Regions from separate parts of the Gasterosteus aculeatus genome. Here region 2 is linked to region 1. A link is a contact called in public Hi-C data. All regions are on one chromosome and are shown on one strand. Each heading gives the region's core, a stretch centred on a gene start, on an enhancer-like site or on the middle of the called end of the contact. The rest is flanking DNA. Distances are from core to core; before and after follow the strand shown.

Region 1 (3,238 bases), core at 692-3,191:
GGAGGAAAAGGCACATTCAGAAATACAAAGTCGATCTGGGCTTTTGAAAAAAGAAATAATCACTGTCATGAAATCAAGTTTGCATCTAGAAATTCCCCTTTTTATTTTTCTTATTTGGTTGATCCCTCTTTTGTTAATTTGATGCGGTGCGAAATTACATCAGATGACAGCGTTAATCCGACTTCCTTATCAACATAAAAAAAAAATGTAAAAAGTATTTGCCGCTGTTTGGCCCCCGGGGGGCCGGCAGCGGGGCAGCCTCTGTAACGGAATGATATGGATTACACAAACCTTGCCCTCCCCCTTCCCAAAATTCCTTACGCCTGCCAGTCAAACACATACGATGGCCGTATAAAACCCAAAGATCCCTCTGATGATTAAGGTCACTCATACGCTGCTCTGTGGAAGCCATCCTCTTATAAGCCCAGCAGAGCAGGATGCAGAGCAGGATGCAGGGCAGGGTAGAGGGCAGGGTAGAGGGGGTGGGGGGGGGGGGGACGATGACGCTATGTTGTCATTAATCTTCAGGTTCTTTCGGCCTGGAGGCTGCTGGTGACGGAGAGACGGCACAGCGATCAGAAGTTCTTTCCTGTAGTTATTTCGCCCTCTGAGACGCTGTGACCTGTTGTGGGCTTTCATCTGTGTGTTAGTCCCGAGGTCTAAGCTTCTTCACCAGGAGTTTATCCCTGGATCACACGGATCCCAGGGCTCACCGGCCATTTGCCCCCCCGTCCCGTCCCGTCCTGCCCCAACAGCTCAGTTTGTTAGGGGGGCGCTTTATGATGGAAATGTGTTGGGCCTAATTTGGCTTTTGGGGTTGGATTGGCTGATTTCTAGTCGCACTCATCCGAATAGATTATCCTGAGCAATCACACTGTCCAGATCTGTCATACATTCATATATGGATACATGTGTATTAATCCCCCCCCCCCCGACCCCCCAGTGGTGTTTGCTTCTGTGTGTAGAGTGCTGTGATGACAGCAGCGCAGTGCTGATGCACCTGTGATGCATTTCATCAGCCGTGGAGGCCTCGACACACTGGGACTTGTACATAACCGCTGTGGACGGGTGCATTGTCACTGGTCAACTTCTCTTTTCTAAATGATAAACATGCAGTTCCACAAAAAAAAGCAACAGTGACATTATCATTCTCTGTTTTCAGGATTTTCCTCCCTAATTTCCTCTGAGGCTTCCACATTGCTGACCTTCCCATTGACGGTGCCAGGTTGAACGGACAGCTGGTGTGATGTAATAACCCCCCCCCTTACAGTAGACAAGTTATAAAGAGCAATATCTAGTTCCATGGATTGAGATAAGCTTAGGTAGATTAATGCTCCAGGACACTGAAATGTTTGTTGTATAAAGCTCTGTTTATAAAACAATGTGTTGCCGTATATGAAAAAAGAGTCTAATCTGGCAGATGGCATGAGCTCCAAGAGTTCCCTCCACATTAAAGGCACTGCTGCTCCATGGTTTGTGCTCCTGTGGCTTAATGGGATTTTAGACTCTTCGTTCAAATGAATTATATATATAGGAAAACTGGGATTATTTTACAGGCTGCTTAATCTCCTTTTCCTCTTTTTTTCTACCCCTCCCTACACTCTCCAAAAACCGAGCCTGCCCCACGGTTTTCAGCATTCGTGGAAAAGAGGAGCGCCACAATCAATGAACGCTAGAGCGCAGGCGGCCTATCAGCCGGGAGAGCCGGAGATGCCCCGTGGACCCGGCTGGCTGCCGTCGGAGCGCTCGGTCGACTTTCCCGCCAGCGTCCCCAATCCCGCTCAACGCTAACGGAGGCTCCGCCAGAGCTGCTCCACCGCGGCCAGATACACACCGCGTGCCCTTTTGAACTAAAGGCAGCTTGGCCCCCCCCTCCCCCCCCAATCCCCCACCCCTACCCACTCATCCAGCACTGGCTGCCACTCAGGAGGAGGAGGAGGAGGAGGAGGCTTGGGCACCAGTTCAGACTCGGCATCGTGGAACGTCCAGCTGCTTGCCAGTGTTGTGTTGATGCTCCGGACGTTAACACAGAGGAAAGGTTGATTGATCTGTGGGCGCCGCTCACCGAGGAAGACTTCTGGATCTGCAGGAGAGGCCCTCGCCGCTTCCTCAACTGGGCTCCCGGCTTTTTGAGTTCAAGGCACAGCGCTTCCTCCCGACTTCCCACTACAGCTCCCATCATGCCTCACTCCTTCCAGCAGAAAAAAGGTGAGACATCCTTCTTCGGTTCTTAGACACCTGCGCGGGGGCAAGTTGGTCGACGCCGGCAAGATGAATGAATGTGCAGCATAGTGAAAAATCCTTGAATTGCATATATGGGAGATTTGAAATAAGTGACTAGAAATGTCCTTTTGGATTTCTATATTTCCAGTTTCTGTCATATCTTTCGTTGCAGTGAAACCTGTGAAAATATCAAGTTTGCATATATCCTAGATAATCATAATTTGAGTATATCAAACCCCACATTATAATGTGTACACATTCTTTTGCACCCCACACACAAGCTGCATCCACAGGAAGAGCGACAGCTGAAAACATTCCTCCACAGACAAAGGTCAGAGTCCCCGGCTGCCTCACTGCTGCATTGAAACTAATCATTATGGTTCCACGCCGGCTTTATGAGGGTCACCTCATCTTAGACATCAAATCAATGCACTTGCTCGTTCACAACGTTAACAAGGTCGGGCATGCATGCAAAGCAGTGCTCCCGGGGGTGGAGGGGTCACGATAAGTACAACTGATGTCTGATAGGCAAATGGGATTACAATATCCTGGCAGGGTCATCCACAGTATGTAGAAAGCATGTATTCAACTTGCTGATGTGAGGGACCTTCCACAATCTTCAATCATGTTTGCACTAGATGCATGTTTTGTACTTTATCCTTAACACTAAACAATCAGATCATTGATGGACAATAACGTACCAGTTGGCAAGTGATGATCACTAGGAATGCTGGGGGTTCCATGCAACCGGTGAACCAACCGAGTGCAGCAGATATGTAGCGTGTCTGCGTGCGAGATGCAGAACGGATAACACCTAGAAACGACAAACGTGTCGAGCAGAGCAGGTGCCAGTCTGCTCTCTGTGCGTCCGCACTTCCGCCAGAGATGCAGTGGCTGCTGACTGTGATACATTAGTGGGAGTGAATCATATATATATATATATATATGATTTCTTATTCTCTTCATTTTAAAACGTGCGCAAATGCAGATTAATGAGGCCCGGCGGTTATGGGAG
Region 2 (3,183 bases), core at 431-2,930, 59 kb before region 1:
AACCGCCACGAGACGCCGCGCCAACAAACGGATACACGATAAACAAGTTATTGTTTATATTCTCATTCACCCGAATGGTGGATGCAGAAAACAGAGACATTTCACTTTTAGAAAAAAAAAATGAACGAACTGAATGTGTGCAGCACGTGCAATCATTTCCCCGGCCACTCAAGAAGTCGTACACATGAAGCTGAAGTGTGTGTGTGTGTGTGTGTGTGTGTGTGTGTGTGCGCACCATGTGGGGGCAACACACCGAGCAGCTTCTTGTAAACCTTGTCCCCTTTTGTACTTGCGGAACCTTCAACAAATAAAGAACACGGCTTTGAGTGGGTAAAGTTCCAAAGTGTCTCTTTCAGATGCACTCACATGAATGATGATGTTAATGATGAATTATCATTATTATTTCTTTGCACTGTTCACAACTCTCACAGCAATTTTTTAGGCTAACCAAAATAAACAGACTTACCAACAATTTATCTGCAACGAAAGGATCAAATGCATGAAAAAAAAACTACATGATGGAAAGAAAATTCTTCCAAAGTGTGAAATCCTACTTTTACAATGCTCATATTGTTGAATGGCATGTGAATTAGTCGGGGTTACTCCTTCCGTTAGAAATCAACAATTAAAATGAATATGTAACACACTCATTTTATACAAATATCAACTGGAGTCAGCTTAAATAATGCCGTCATATATGTCAGGATGTTACCGATCCGATTTTAGTAAATAAAACGATCTGTATTCATCCTAGAGTTTTATGAAATATTTAAAGCCCCATCTCTCAAATCCAGACATACAACATTGCGAGCAGCTTGGATTATTCATCATAACTTGTCTTGAACTATGAAACATTGGAAAGAGGGTATACCGTTATCCCAAAAGAGAGACAGGTGGCAAAAGAGACGGAGGGACGGAGCCTCGTCGCGGCCGCCGATTGACACACACAATTGCAGCAATTTGGTTAAGAAGTACTAATCTGTGCTTCTCGTCGCGCAGATTGGAAATGTAAATGCTGCGTTACAAACGGGGTTGGACGAGGTGTTTGTTCTGCCAGAGGAGGAGGAGACGAGCCAAATGTGTAGTTCTAAAGTCCACGCTAATCCAAGGATTGCATCCAACCACATGTTAGAGACGGGATAAGGAGTTACGTGCCAAATTAAATTCAGATTTGGCTTCTCTTTGGTGCAGGACTCACGACTGAATCATTTGACCGTGTACTTCTGAGTACCAAACCAGACATGAGCTTTGCAAATTAAAGGCTTTTATGAGACGTAATGGGAATTTGTTCCAATGCTCAGACTTTGATGAGTCCTGTTTAGAAATTCCATTTGCTTTCCACGGCTTTTATCTGTTTTCATTAGAATTTAATTGATGTCATCAATGTAGTTTATCCAAAGCAGCTGACCAAATTAATTAAGTGTGTGTGTTTTTTTTAAGTTGCCTTTACAAAAACAGCCCAAAAAATAAGAATAAGGAAAAAGGCAAGAAAAAAAGCAGGGAAAACAGGGCGATAATGCAGCATGGTTAAAATTGGATACGTGTCTGCGTCTTGAGCATTACAGCGCTTCACAAATTGTGAGCATTGCATTAAAACGCTCCCTCCGGCTGCTCCAGGGCCTCCGTGTGAATTGTTTATATAATAACCTTGTGGCCTCCGTTAAAACTCCAGAGTGCAACAGCTCCTCCGAACCCAGGGGAGAGGAAATAAAATATGCTGCTCGACAACAAGCCCCCCCCCACCCCCCCTACCACCTCGCCCTGGCACGGATCCGCTGTGCCAGAACATACGAGGCACTTGTAACTCACGGCTTACGCAGAATTAAAACATCAACTTTCATGTACGCGTCCTCCAGAACATCGGCGATGTTTTTGCCGCTCTCATTTCAGGAAACGCGAGGGTTGTAAATGCTGCAGAGGAGCATGTTTTATTGAGCGTGTCTTAAGAGTTCTGAATGTGGAACAGCGGAATGCAAGACTTGGAGGAGGAACGAGATGGGGCGCCGCTTTCAGTCCGCGGGTTGGTTCAGAGAATTGGCTTGCAAGTCTACTTCAGACCAGCGAAAAGAAAACATCCGTAATACACATTTAGCTCGTTCATTTACCACTTTGGAGATTTGGTTGTGTAGATTTCTCCGAAATTCAGCAAGGTTAGAATGCCCTAGTTGCATGTTCATGAATTTCATGGTGATATGGAACGTATTCATTTTCTTCTTTTGAATTGGACTTTTTTACAATACAAAACAAACTTTCCAGCTTCCTCCTTTATATATTCTGAAGTTTAGTGAAAGGTTCGGTTATTTATTACTTAAAGCTCGATTCATAGCACATTTTATTCAAAAAGAGTTCAGCATTATTTACAAATGATTATGGAGGGACACAAAGATATATCCCATTTCGCATTCATATAAAAATAAAATAAAGATGTGGCTTCATTCAATGTGTCCCTAGTAGTCAAAGTCCAAAGGTGGTTTGCAATTATCGATGCTTTGGCTTCACTTGAAAATTTAAAAAAGTTTCTGTGTTTAGGCCACTTACAAACAATCAAAAAAAAAGAATGACATAATGGTAATAGTAAATAAACTCTTATTTCACAATTGTTTCGATGTGGATCTATATTAAAGAAAAACAATAACCACAACCTTACAAAACGTTTTGTGGTTGTTTGAAAGAGGATGAAATGGGTAAAAAAAGAAAGAAATCGGAATACACTAGTTTCAATAACAAAGAAACACAAACTTGCAAACGCAAATTACTTTCATTAAGATGCCATCTGTGTTTTCTCCCCACTTCTCCTTTTAACCACAATCCTTTTCTAGCAAAAAGGGCCCTTTGTTCCCCTTGACTACAGTGAAACAGAGACAGAACTTTTTTTCATTTCAAACTTTCCAAAATGGTGAAGATCAGACGACCTTTATTCATACGTTAGGATGAAAATATAAAAAAACAGAAAGAAACACGACCGCGAGGACCCTCACCGGCCGCCCCCCAGTAAACACGGCCCCCTGCGGCCCCGGAGACGTCCCCCACTCAGTCTGCGTCAGAGAGTCCTCGTCCCTCTAATGGAGGCCTAATCAGCACGGGTTTGGGCTGTTGAGCACTTCCCGCTCTGTGCCGTGAATGAGGCTCGCTCCATTTGTGACCATCGGGAGCCGCAGCGCTAACGAGGGGCAGCGGCGGGAA

What was found. A called contact is a pair of places that touch in the nucleus more often than the background predicts.
Region 2: a Hi-C map of liver shows a contact between it and region 1, with 2.7 times the contacts expected there. The contact joins the enhancer-like site here to the promoter of bcl6aa in region 1. A contact is called at or near these places in 5 of 6 Hi-C or Micro-C datasets (liver, skeletal muscle, tail fin and 1 more).

What each region holds. Positions count from the first base shown.
Region 1 is chr8:4,560,018-4,563,255 of fGasAcu3.hap1.1, reverse strand. bcl6aa (BCL6A transcription repressor a) reads left to right here and starts at 1,941. Exons shown (of 10, transcript XM_040183618.2): 1 at 1,941-2,208. The coding sequence starts at 2,181.
Region 2 is chr8:4,619,243-4,622,425 of fGasAcu3.hap1.1, reverse strand. All of the region lies in intron 3 of lpp (LIM domain containing preferred translocation partner in lipoma), which reads right to left. Among protein-coding and RNA genes, the nearest start is that of lpp, 53 kb to the right of the region's middle. Within about 2 kb of position 1,680, at least 2 of the 9 cell types and tissues checked have open chromatin away from gene starts, as enhancers often do. A contact at or near this core is called in liver, where this site is marked.